Regions from separate parts of the Mus musculus genome. Here regions 1 and 2 are each linked to region 3. A link is a contact called in public Micro-C and promoter capture Hi-C data. All regions are on one chromosome and are shown on one strand. The core of a region is the stretch at or near the end of the contact, and the rest is flanking DNA. Distances in the headings are between cores, read along the strand shown.

What was found. Promoter capture Hi-C pulls out the DNA fragments that hold promoters and counts their contacts. Hi-C and Micro-C count contacts between places; a contact is called where the count stands out from the background.
Region 1: a contact with region 3 is called in a promoter capture Hi-C map of hippocampal neurons, with 4 times the contacts expected there. The contact joins the promoter of Prex2 here to the promoter of Arfgef1 in region 3. A contact is called at or near these places in 2 of 39 promoter capture datasets (cranial neural crest and hippocampal neurons) and 2 of 115 datasets of contacts at active chromatin or transcription factors (astrocytes and stem cell-derived neural progenitor cells).
Region 2: a Micro-C map of embryonic stem cells shows a contact between it and region 3, with 8 times the contacts expected there. The contact joins the promoter of Mybl1 here to the promoter of Arfgef1 in region 3. A contact is called at or near these places in 5 of 39 promoter capture datasets (the 3T3-L1 cell line, the C10 cell line, the HPC-7 cell line and 2 more), 8 of 484 Hi-C or Micro-C datasets (CD4 T cells, CD8 T cells, embryonic stem cells and 3 more), 4 of 115 datasets of contacts at active chromatin or transcription factors (bone marrow-derived macrophages, effector CD8 T cells, memory CD8 T cells and 1 more) and 2 of 9 other capture datasets (adipose tissue and liver).

What each region holds. Positions count from the first base shown.
Region 1 is chr1:10,990,823-10,994,921 of GRCm38.p6, reverse strand. Prex2 (phosphatidylinositol-3,4,5-trisphosphate-dependent Rac exchange factor 2) reads right to left here and starts at 1,457. Exons shown (of 40, transcript NM_029525.1): 1 at 1,013-1,457. The coding sequence starts at 1,129.
Region 2 is chr1:9,698,788-9,702,828 of GRCm38.p6, reverse strand. Mybl1 (myeloblastosis oncogene-like 1) reads left to right here and starts at 2,620. Exons shown (of 15, transcript NM_001290397.1): 1 at 2,620-2,894. The coding sequence starts at 2,875.
Region 3 is chr1:10,230,128-10,234,121 of GRCm38.p6, reverse strand. It overlaps Arfgef1 (ADP-ribosylation factor guanine nucleotide-exchange factor 1(brefeldin A-inhibited)), which reads left to right and starts at 1,452. Exons shown (of 38, transcript NM_001102430.1): 1 at 1,452-1,751. The coding sequence starts at 1,628.

The DNA.
Region 1 (4,099 bases), core at 208-2,707, 760 kb before region 3:
ATTTCTACAGGGTGGCTGCTAGCACAAACTTTACAGACTGAAGGAAACTGAAGGAGGAAGTTCGGAGTTTGAAACATTTCCCTTCCAACCTGGGGCTGGGGGCAGGATAGAACACTGGGATGAAGGAGAAAGTGGCCGGAGGATCTGGGTGGGGTTTTAACTCTTTTTCTGAAGGCCGCTCTCAAATATATCAGGATGGACAGGAACTGGCTGTAAATTCTTTGTATTTTCCGCAATGAGGAAAATTCCATCCTTAGGTGATGTCTCAGGAGTTCATTTTCCCACAGTTTTTCCTCTTCTGCTCTGAGACTGAATGAAATGATTTGGGGGCAGAATTCCAGTGAGTCAAACTGGGACCTGGAAACAGCTCCTGCCCAGTCTGTGAAACCCTGAAATTGTCGACTCGAGGTGAGTTTCATGATACCATTTTCAAGTGGTCGGCGTGCACAGGAGACTAGGACCCAAGTGGAGGGCAGATTTAAATCAGGAGAAAGAAGATTGTAGAGCTGTGAGGGAGGCGCACACATGTGGCTTTAATATGCAACAGCTGCCAGGGATGGTGACCCCGCTGCTCTTGCTCCTTCGCCTCCACCCTCAGAATCCAACGTTTCAATGATTATACCTAAAGGGACTTCACTGCTGTTGATCTAATAACCGACTCCGGCTACACAACATTCAAGGACTTTTAAAACACTGCATGTACCTGAAGGTAGCAAATTGAGACACAAAATCAAAACAAAATATGAGCCGAAAGAAAGAGGATAAGGAAAATGACACAATGAAATTTGCCCTGGGAGATGGATAAAGAAAATTAAGCGCAGATGGAACAGGCAGAATGGCCACTGGTTAACTTCTCCCACGCGAGTTCTTCAAGGCCTTGGCCACTCTGCACCCGTTCATCTACAGGTCTGTCCCCCGAGTCCCCGCGGTCCCCGCGTCACCTTTACGGATGCCGGGTGCTGGCGCAGACAATGCTCCAGACTTGGTGCCGTGCGCGGGGCCGGCTACTCACCGACACCAGGAACTCCAGCGTGCCCACGTAGTCGCGCTCGGTCTTCTGCAGCTCGCTGAGCACGCACACGCGCAGGCGAAGCTGCTTGTCTACTTCCCTGGCGCTTTCGTCGCTCATGGTGGCCGGCGGGGCGCGGAGCTGGGGGCAAGTGCGCTGCCCCGCGCCTGCTGCCGCCACTGCCGCCACTGCCGCCAGCAAAGTTGCCGCCTCTGCCGAGTCCCAGCCGGAACGCGTAGCTTCACATGCTGGCCGGAGGCCGGGGTGTGGGCAGAGGACTGTGCTCGGGCTGCGGTGCGAGCGCGGGACGCGCGGGACGCGCTGGACTCAGAACGGGACAGTCCCCGGAGAGCGGGAACCCAGCCCGGCCCGCTGCTCCGGCCTCACGCGGCTCCAGCCCGAGGGGAGGCGGCTCCAGCCACAGCGGTGACTTGGACATCAATCAAATGCTTTCAATCCATGTGACTCCGACCCTTTACCCTTAGCCAAATCTCAGGAAAAAGGAAACACAACCCTGGGGAAGTGTATCCTGCCAGCTAACTAAACACACACACACACACACACACACACACACACACAGGATGGAACTAATCCGAGGTTCCCAAACCTAGAAGGACACTTGTGAGGGCTGCTCTTGGGAATCCCGCCCACTGTTTAGCTTTAATGTGTTTTGCACCAAGTCTGAAAGCAAAGAAACAAGTCCCCGCGGTTACATAACTGCTTGGGAACAAAACAACCACACCACTGACCCTCCCGCGTTTGACAAGGAACACATTGATTTTGAGTTTTCGTCTACTACGAAACAGGTTCGGTTTATAGAAAAAAACAGCAAACAATGTTATTTCACAGGCAGACAACCTCTGTCAAAGCTTGAAATGTCAATTAGTGTGATAAATGAGGACATCAGAGCAAAGTAGCAGCCCTTACCTATGCACTGATTCACATAGAATAAGCATCACCCTGGCTGAGTACTTTGTAACACCGGGTGTATCTAAATTTTTTAAGTCTCACTGTAGTATTTCACTATCAGTTTAAATTCAAGAATATTTGTTCTCAGCTGTTTCCAAGAATTGTAATTTTAAAAAGATACAAATGTTGGATGAGGATGCATAGTAGGTGATTGACAGATGATACCTGAAAGACAGGTGGATGATAGCTGATTGACAGAGGACACACAGAAGCTAGTTATGCTTCAGTTTTGAAATGGAATGGCCAACGCATTTGATTTTAATGTTTAAGTTTATTGAATTCTCCCTTGGGACCAGAACCAAAACCTATAAATCTAACAAACCAAGTGATCCATTTGCATTTCCATCTAGATATTATCAACACATACTTTCAGAGCCATTTTTTCTACTTTACATAGTGTACAGCTAATGACATTTAAATAAATGGAAGTCGCACTCCTGAGGCAAGGAAGAGGCGGCCAAACTTGTTCCAAGATTCAGCAACCTGAGATAAACTAAAGATGTTTCCCTCGTTATTTACACTAAAGTTATCTCCAGTTTCCCATAAGTCTTTTCAAAATATGATTGTGACTTCCATGAAACAAAAAGGAATCTCGTACCTTCTTCTCATATTAAAGATTCAATATTTGAATAATATGAATGACGCTGATGGGAAAGGTAGCTTTTCTGTTTCCCTTGCATCTGGCTATTTAGAGGCAGCCAGGAGCAAAGGGCAAATAGTGTGGACAGCTTCACACAATAGCAGAAGAACAAAGGACGCAAAAGACAGACCTCACAGAGCCTGGTAAACAATAAACAAAAGAAACCAGAAAGCAGAGGAAATACACCCAACAGCTAGTGGGAATCAACCTCTCTGTGTTCCACAGGTAGTAGTGAATGAATGCACTTTTTGCCCCCAAGAGAAAAAAATGATATAAACAAGACAGAGTTCCATCTAGTGCTCTGAATGAAATAGAATGTTTTCTCTTGCCATTTGTTCCCAGTTAGAAAGCCACATTTCTATCAAGCCATTTTGTCTATGTATAGACCTCTAGAGCAAGCATCTTACACTTGAAGAAAAACGTACTTGAGTCTTAGTCATCATTGAGGCTTTACCTATCCAGAAACTTTGGCTGTGTTCTACAAGATGCCTGGGAGACCAGTATGAAAACCATGAAGTGCTAGGATCCGAGGATCATGTAGACCATGAGTGCTAGGAAAATATTTCAGAACACAGGTCATAGGTCACTGCACTGCAGTTACTGGAGGTCTCCTCAAAACGAATATCCCTTCCCCTACCCTCCATGATTTTTTTCTTTAATTATCTCAAACATTATACCCTATATTCTTTCAACAGGGTCCTCAGATTCTTAGACTCCCTAACATTTGAAGTCCACCCTCTAAAGACTTACAATTGAGTTAGGGACAGAGTCAGGTACTTAAATAATTCCATTAAAAGACACACTTCAATAATTGTTTTGGGAAGAAAAAAGCAAGTGGAAGCTATCAGAAAGATATTCATTTTAATTGTGTGAAATTCTTATTTCTCTCAGAAGTGTCCATGGAGAAATTATTATGCTGTTTGTGGTCTCTGCCCTCTTTTCTCCTCCTCCATCTTTGCCTCAGTATCATTTGTAATTAATGAACAACTCCAGGACACCTTGTAGCTCACTCTGCCAAGTCCTCTCTAAGAGAGGACTCTCACAGAGACCTCTGCAGCCCTGGCTGAAGTCCGTAACTTCTCATCAAAGACTTAAGAGCATAAGAAAACAGGCCTAGAATATCTGGAAACTTTCACTTTGATGGTAAATAAGGTCTTTCACAGGCTCTGAATGTGTTGTGTCCCTTCCCACTTCCTCTATTGAAACCTCAGGCTGTGCCTGCCAGGAAAAGGAAGGCAACAAGCAAGATGATGGACAAGAGCCAGGGTTTTTTTTTTTTTTCCTTGAAATACTAATGAGGTTAAAGCCTCCAATAAAAAAGCGATGGGGGGTGGGGGGAGAAGAAGATAGAAATGGCTGAGTTCTGGACTAGCTCAGCCATTAAATTTATTTCGGGTGCATGAACTTGGTTGGTGCAGTTGGAGTGGATTCTAAGGTTCAAAAGGCCCAAGGGCAGAGCACAGTGAGCTTCCTTTGGTTTA
Region 2 (4,041 bases), core at 1,371-3,870, 530 kb after region 3:
CTTTTCTTTCTTCTCCCCTTCCCCCCACCCCACTTTCTTTTTGAGACAGAGTTTCAATTTAGCTCAGACTGGGCTGGAATTGAACTCCCAACTGCTGGATACTACTGGATTACAATGTAAACCACCACATTCAGCTCGCTTTTATATCTTTTGTTTTTGGCAAAGTAGTCATCTTTTGTAGACTTTAATTGTTTTTATTCCTCTCATTGAATTTTGAGAGTGTAAAACCTCTCTGAATGTTATATTGTGTGTATGTGAGTTCATGTGAGCATGCATATATGCTACACTTCAAATATGGAGGTCAGAGTATAAAAACATTGGGTGTTGATCCTTGCCTTCTACTCTGTAAGACTGTAAAAGTACTGGGCTTTTCTATGCTTGCTCTTGTTCTGAAATAATGACACAGGGACCTGGTATATTTATTAATAAGTTTCAAGTACTACAGCTGAGTATATATCCATCTATTCTAACCGACTGTGCTGCCTACTACACAGCCACATGACCCATTACTTGCCATTTTAGGCTCTCCTGGCTGCTCCTCTCCATCTGTGTCCACAAGGTCATTCTCTTGTCTGGATACCTCCACCTGGGACTCCCTCAATGGGATTGGAAGTCCTACCTTCACTCTCCTCCCAATTATAGCCCGATCAGCTCTTCATCAACCAATCAGAAGTGGCGGGGAACAATACACAGGAAATGCTTCAATAATAATGACAATGCTAACTCTCAGATCTCAGGGCACAGTAGCAGCATCTGAATACACAGCATACAAAACTCTCCCCCAACATCAGAGTCTTGTTCAGCACTACATAAAGCAGTCCAGCTGGCCAGAGAACTTCAAGTGTTCTTCTTTATCTGCCATCATCTGCTGTAGGCGCTCTGGAGATCTGGTCAGCCTTGAGTACATAACACCACCTTGTCTCAAAGTATTCTGTAATACTATCTTTGGGAGGACGTTTCCCTATATAAAACAATGAGAATAAATTTTACTTAAAAATCTGATGCACTTACCTTCAAGTTCTAAAACGGTTGTTTGTATAAAGCTGATCATAACCTAAGAATATCAGTTTTGCTTCCTGTTAGAATAAAAATGGAACAATGCATACCCAAGAGTAAATATGCTTCCAAATGACATTTGAAGACTAGGAGGAGCATTCCATCATGTAGCCCTGGTGAAGCTAAGGTAGATCATGAAGAAAGTCTGGGCTCTATACTGAGTTCAAGATCAGCCTGGGGTACATAACAACACCTTGTCTCAAAAATATTAATTTCTAAATTAGTCTCTCTCTTTAGAAGCTACTATGGAACTCAGAAAATAATTTAAAAGTGCTTTTCCTTCCCAAAATATATCTTGAGAAAAAGGAAGTTATTTTTTTTTTAAAAGCGAGTGTGTATCTACCTGGTTGTTTTGAATTGCAAGCTCATCTTGATTTGTATTTGCACCTGTATCTCTGATTTGCAAAAGACGATGCGTACAGTTTCAAAATAGCAAAAAATGTCAGTTTGTAACAACATTGATCTGTGGTTCATCACTCTATGCAGTAGAGCATGGTGTCTTGCAAATTTGGGCTCTTCGCCGTGTCTAATCGCTACTGTAGTTAATAATCTCCTTGTATGCTTCTTTAACCGTGTAACTGTTGAGAAGTTGCAACTGTAAGAGGCCCCTTCCCCTATGCAAGATTTCAGTTACTCCAGCTTTCAGGCGCACCTCCGGGACTCTGGGTTCCCCGCGAAGAGCATCCCGCCCCCTTTGTAGACGGAGTACGAGGTTGAGCTTCTGGAGCACTATCAACCTTTTCCCGTTCCACGCAAGCCTCGAGATAACAACTCCCCACTTATCACACTTTTATTCATCTCTGGGGAAAACAAAAGACACAACAACAGGGTCTTGGCCAGTTTCCTTGTCCTTTCGGCGCAGAACTAACTCACACATGCTTAAGAAAATAACGGCCGCGCAAGTTTCCTGGCTAGAAGGTTAAGTAGATGACCGCGCCCTTAAGTGGCGAGACTCACAGCGCGAACTAGCGCCCGCGAGGTCCTCCCCTGCCCAGGACCCCGACTGTCCCCGCCCCAGAGGCACGCTCCGCACCCCTCCGGAGGTGGCGGCGGCTGGATCGGCCCCGGCGCCTCTTCCGGCACACACCCGGGGCGCAGAAACTCGCCTTCCCAGCAATCTCCGCGCCCCACTGGGTGGCTCACCCCGCGTTCCGTGTCCTGTCACCTCGGCCCGTGAACCGGCCTCGCGCCTCCCCCATCCCGCCCCGCCCCTCCCCCGGCTCCACGGCGCTCCGGGACTCCCGCGAGTTCCAATCCTGGCTTCTAGCCCCGCCGGCCCCGCCCTCTGCCGCGCGCGCCCTCGCCGCCCCGCCCCCGCCCCCCTGCGCGCGGCCGCCCCAGCCAATGAGGTTCGGGGCCGCGTGCGCAGATTCAAACGGCGGCTCTTGAGGGAGGCTGGGCGCGAGATTCGGCGGTGCGGACAAAACCCTGCAGGAGGCTGCGAGTGCTGCAGTGCTGCTCGCTGCGGGGAGAGGGCGGGGGTCGGCGCCCGTGACGGAGCGGCGCAGGGCCGGCAGCTCTGAGGCGGAGGCGGCGGCGGCGGGCGGGGCGGCGGCGGGCGGGAGCACGCCTCCTGACATGTCCAGGGCATCCCTGGCCGGGCCCGGCCGCGGCTAGGAGCAGTGGGTCTTGGTCCGCCCCTCTGTCCCTCAGTCCCGCCTGGCCCTGACCTGACCGGGCCTGCTTTCCGCTCTCGGTCACCTGAGGGAAGGAGTTGGGGAAGCGGCGGGTGGGTCTCGGAGAGGGAGCATTGGCCCCAGGCTGGAGGAGGCTGACCCCGCGTCCCCGCCCAGCCCGCGCCTATGCGGTACTTGAAGGATGGCGAAGAGGTCGCGCAGGTGGGTGCCATCCCCTCGGACCCGGCCTAGCGGCCCTGTCTCGACTCTTGCTCTCTGTCCTTTCCTGCTGGTCCCCACTTAGGCCCTCTCGAGCCTGGGGGGCATAGGTTTTCCTGTTCGGTGGGTGTCCCACACCCGCTTCGGCCGCGCTGGCCTGAGAGCATCTATCATTATTAGACTCCATCATTATTAGACGACTGTGTGTAGGACTCTCTCTAACAAATGCTCAGGTTGCTGCATTGACGGATTCTCCCACAGCTCACGCCCAGACTTCTAACTTCTCACAGCCACTTTCAGGGAGGTTTCTTGCCAGGTAAGTTTGCCCACTGTCAGGGGATACGCCACGCCAGGGGAAGCGGTTGTGTTTGCCTGGATGACTTGAAATGGGGTTCTCTCCTCTGACTTAATCGTGCCAAATCAAAACAGATCTCCTTGACAAACCTGGGCGGGCACGGTTCTGGGAAATCTTGAGAAGGGAATTCGCTAAATCTCCCTTGTGCGCACTGCTCTTCTGAGCTTTTCTTTTTCTTAGTATCTTCTGAGGACATTGTTACGTTGTTACTATCGAGTAAACTTGATCCTAAACCAATGTGTCTTAGTTACTTTGTATCTCAAGTATTCATGTTTGATTCTGATTGTATCGGCATTGTAACAAGTAGGACACAATGTTGTTGTTGTAGAAAGATGTGCTAGGATGTCTTTATGCACCTAACTTTTATTTTATGCTATTGTAATAGCTACTCCTAAATTGTGTGGCATAATCAGATGACAAAAAAATCTAGTGTCTCGATTTTCAGTATTAAGGAAACCTGAAAAGTATTTCTCAGAATTTCCATTTATCTAGATACACAGCTTCAAAATCTAAGAGTCATATTCCCTGAGCTGAAATTTAGTACTGAGAGTCATTCATTGCAGAGTTTGATTTAAAATAACTACGCATAAAATACTTGGCTTTATTCATATATTCTTCTATATGTAGGTTGGTTCTGCAGATATCAACATAAATTTAATTATGACATAATTACTTTATATAAAGTGGCTGCAGAATAGATTGAACATTGAAGTGGAACAAGTGTGCATATACGCATACACCCACAGGCACACTACCTTGGTCTTTTATCATTTTGGATGAGGTAGTTGTAGGGGT
Region 3 (3,994 bases), core at 203-2,702:
GATTTTAGTGTTTAAGATGAAGGTAATGGATTTGTAGATTTCTCAGGACAACCACATTTTGATGTATCTGTCCATTTTAATTGTATGTCACCTTCAGATTTCCCATTTTTATTTCCTTTGGCTTTTCATACGTCTCAAGTCTTGTCACTTTGCAGCGTTCACACCTTTGGATTCTGATTGCTGCATTAATATAAATCCACAGCTAACACACTCTAAGGAAAAGAAAGCAAAAGCTGTATCCTAACCGGGATCCCATGTTGCTGGAGACACGCAATAGCATGGAACCCCCTGTAAACCGGCTGCATTTATTTCATGGGATTCTTAACGTTTTCTCTCAGAAGCAATGCGGAAATTTGAGTTCTGTGGCATTAAAGCAGGCACAGTATGGTCAGGAGTATCTGTTCTTAAAGCTTTTCCATTCTGAAAACTCCGGATTAAAGGTAGAGAACGGGAGGGCTCTGTGCGGTACCTGAGTCAGAAGCACTCACCTTAACTTCAGTGTCAATCAGAAAAGGGCATGAAACCTAGGGTTTACTGATTTACCCTATTGAGAGATTTAAAAAGTGAAAATATTCCTGAATCTTCGCCCAGTGGTTTTTAGCTTACGTTTTGCAAAAGAGATCCATCTTGAAGTAATTGAAAGTATCGGTCAAGGATAGCAATTTCCTACACCTGAGAAGGAAATTTAGACCCCGTGTGGCAGGCGGAAACCAGGTGCGCCTGAGGGAGCGACGCGGGTGTTCCTGTGGCCCTAGGACCGCGAGGAACTTTGCTCCCCGGCGACCGGCTGTCCAGAAAGTTGGGGAAGCCCGTGCACGGTAGGCAGGGGTCCTGTCGTCCCGGCCTTGGGAGCGCCCCTGTGCTCCGATCACGCATCCCAGTAGCCCGCAAGAGCAGAAGCCCCGCGCCACGCCGTGCCGCGCAGCAGGACGCCCGCCACGCCCCACGCTGCCCTGCAGGCGAACGCGGGAGGCGGCGAGTCCCCGCCGGGCCGCCGTAGAGTTGCAGCTCCGGCCGCTCCTCCCGCGCCGCCCTCCGCCCCTTGCCTCTCGGCGCCGCGGCAGCTCTGGGCTGGCGCTGGCACCGCCGCCGCCGCCGCTTCCTCTCCGCAGCCGTTCGGCCGCTGCGTGACGCGTCGTTTCCTCTCAACATGGCGTCCGGGGCAGGTCGGCGGTGATGGAGGCCAGTCGGCGGCTGCGGCGGATGCTGGTCCCCACGGTAGCTAGGGCAGCCTCGCGCCTGCTGGCAGTGTGAGGCGCCGCCACCTAGGCCCTCGGCCCCGGGAAGACGGCCGCCCGGGCCGAGTGCCGCCGCCGCCGGGCCGTAGGGACGAGTGAGGCGGGCGGCCGGGAAGCGACCCCCGGGCCGACGGCGCCGAGGCCGGACGGGCGCGGCCCTCGAACGGCGGCCCCTCGAGCGTGGCGAGGCTTTCGACGCCCTTGGCGGCCCCGCGGCCGCTCCGCGTCGCCGGCCGCTTCCTGGTGCCGCCGCTGCCCTCCACGCCTCCTCGCCCCCACCGCCACCTCCTCGCCTTTCTCCCTCCCCGTCCTCATCCCGGTCCCCGTCCCCCTCCTCCGCCTTCCCTCCAGCCGCCGGGACCGCCGCCGCCGCCGCCTCCTCCGCGTCCATGTATGAGGGCAAGAAGACGAAGAACATGTTCCTGACCCGGGCCCTGGAGAAGATTCTGGCCGACAAGGAAGTGAAGAAGGCGCATCACTCCCAGCTGCGCAAAGCGTGCGAGGTGGCCCTAGGTGAGCCCGGAGGAGGCCGCGGCGCGGGGTGCCGGCCGCGAGAGGTGGGCGGCGTGGCGGGCGGCTCGTCCGGGGAGCCCTGCTGGCCGCCCGACTGGAGTTGACAGCAACTCGGCTGGACGCGGGGCACCGGCTGAGTGGAGGAGGATAGGCGGCCAGCCGGGGCCCCTGGAACTCGAGATGGTTACGGATCGCGAGGCACCTGGCTTCGAGTGGTCCACAGGACGGGATGGGGGGAGGGTTGTTGGTGGCCCCTGCGGTGCGGACAGAATGTCATCCTTTGTGATGGAGCAGAAGATGAGCTGTTGTTTATTAGCTTAGAAATTGAGGTGGGGCCGATCTGACGAGACTGAGCGTGGGGGAGGGTTCCGTATTGCAATTACAATAACTTTATGATTTGGCGTGGTACTTTGGGAAGAAAGGTTGAAGTTGTTCCCTCGTTGACAGTCTCGAGAAAGGGGGTTGCAAAAGGTGCCTCGAGTTTGCCATCTCTCTGCCCCAGCTACAGGAAAAAAGAGTAGTAATGTAACCTACTGGGCTGACCTGGAAGAACAAGACTAGAGGTTAAGGGGGTGGCGGTGGCCGTGTCTGTGTGGAAATGTGGAAGGAAAGAACCTTTAGATAAATTGACTTTAGGTAACACAGAAAGGGGTGTGTGTGAAATGAGAGAAAAGAGAAAGACAATGACACCCACCAGCCACATGTCTGGACAGTGGCAGCTGTTCTCAAGCTTCAGTTGTGATTTATAGTTCAGACAGAAGAGGTCTAGTGTAATGAAGCCACAGCAGGGCAAATCCCAAACAATACCTATAAAACCATTGTAGGCAGATAACGATTTGTTTGCGGTAGGTTTGGTAGGTCTAGTGCATCCATCAATAAGAGAATTGTTAAGGGAGAAGCCAGAACATTTAACACAGATAAATTTGTGATGCTTACCCTTTTGTTTATAGCCCTGGACCAGAGCAGCTCAACTTTGCAAGAAATGAAAATGGTTAAAAGTGATTTTTGAAAAACATTTTTGAAAGGGGACAAACTAACTTTATGCTAAAGTAAGGGGTCCAGATAGGTTAGAGACAATTTTGCATTTAAGTTTTGACTTAAGACTACCATTTAACTTACTCCAAATGTTACAGCCGCCCTTCCTCCTTTTTTTCTCAATACTTAGTAATATGAAAAACATCAACTGGATTTGTTTAACATCCACCAAAAAATGGTCCTTTTTGTTGGTGGTGTTTTGTTGTTAATGTAGTAGTATAGTGGACTTAAATAGTTCCTTCCTTTGCCCTTCATTGGTCATAAGTTCCCATTTTGTTATTGTAACTAACAACACGTTTCCAGGTGAATGAGAAGACTATTGTACAGTTGCAAAAATTGAATTTATATTTGGGTCCTGAAAGAAGTCATTATTAATTGGAGTGATAGGAAGGGTTTTAAGAACTTTTAAAATTATTGTGTGCTGTAGGGTTTTCAGTAACCTGGCAGGGTAAAAAAACAAATGAAATTCAAATTAAAGCTTTAGTATTTAAGAACTAAGCTTTGCTGTGTTAGAGTATGTGTGTCCATTTTTTTTCCTTTTTTTTTTTTTTTTTTTTTTTTAAGCAAGGGGCATGGGGGCATGCAGACAGGTTCCAAGTAGCCCAGGCTGGCCTAATATTTCTTTGTAGCTGAGGACAACTTGAACTTTCCTAAACCACTGTCTCTGATTTTGAATTCTGGGATTATAGACAAATGACGGCTTGTTTTAGAGGTGCAATGCAGAGGATGGAACCCAGGGATTCATTTGTAGTGGCAAGCATTCTATCAACTGAAAAATATCCAAACCCAGAAAGTATTTCCAGTATGCTAAAGCATACACATTTACAGGTTTTAAGTAAACTGGTTTTTATGTACTTTTTTTCTCTTTCCAAATACTAAAATGAGTATGTTGGCAGCTCATCGAAATGAGAGTCTGGGGTTTAAGTCCATCTTTTGTTACAGTTCAGTATTACTGTGCTTGGACTTTCTCAGTCCAGTTAAGGGTAGTGGACTCAGTGAATGTGAGTGCGTTCTTCTGCTAGATACATCTGGTATTCTTGCCGCTCTACATTTCTTCAGAAAGTCTGTAGCTCCCTTAACTGCAGCCCTGACATTTTTAGGCATAGGAATTCTTGATGGTGTGCTCTTTAAATCTTTTGCCATTTAACGAGTACCAGAGTACTTTGTTTACAGGAAGTTTTTTGGGTGTTTTTGTTTTTAACAAGAGG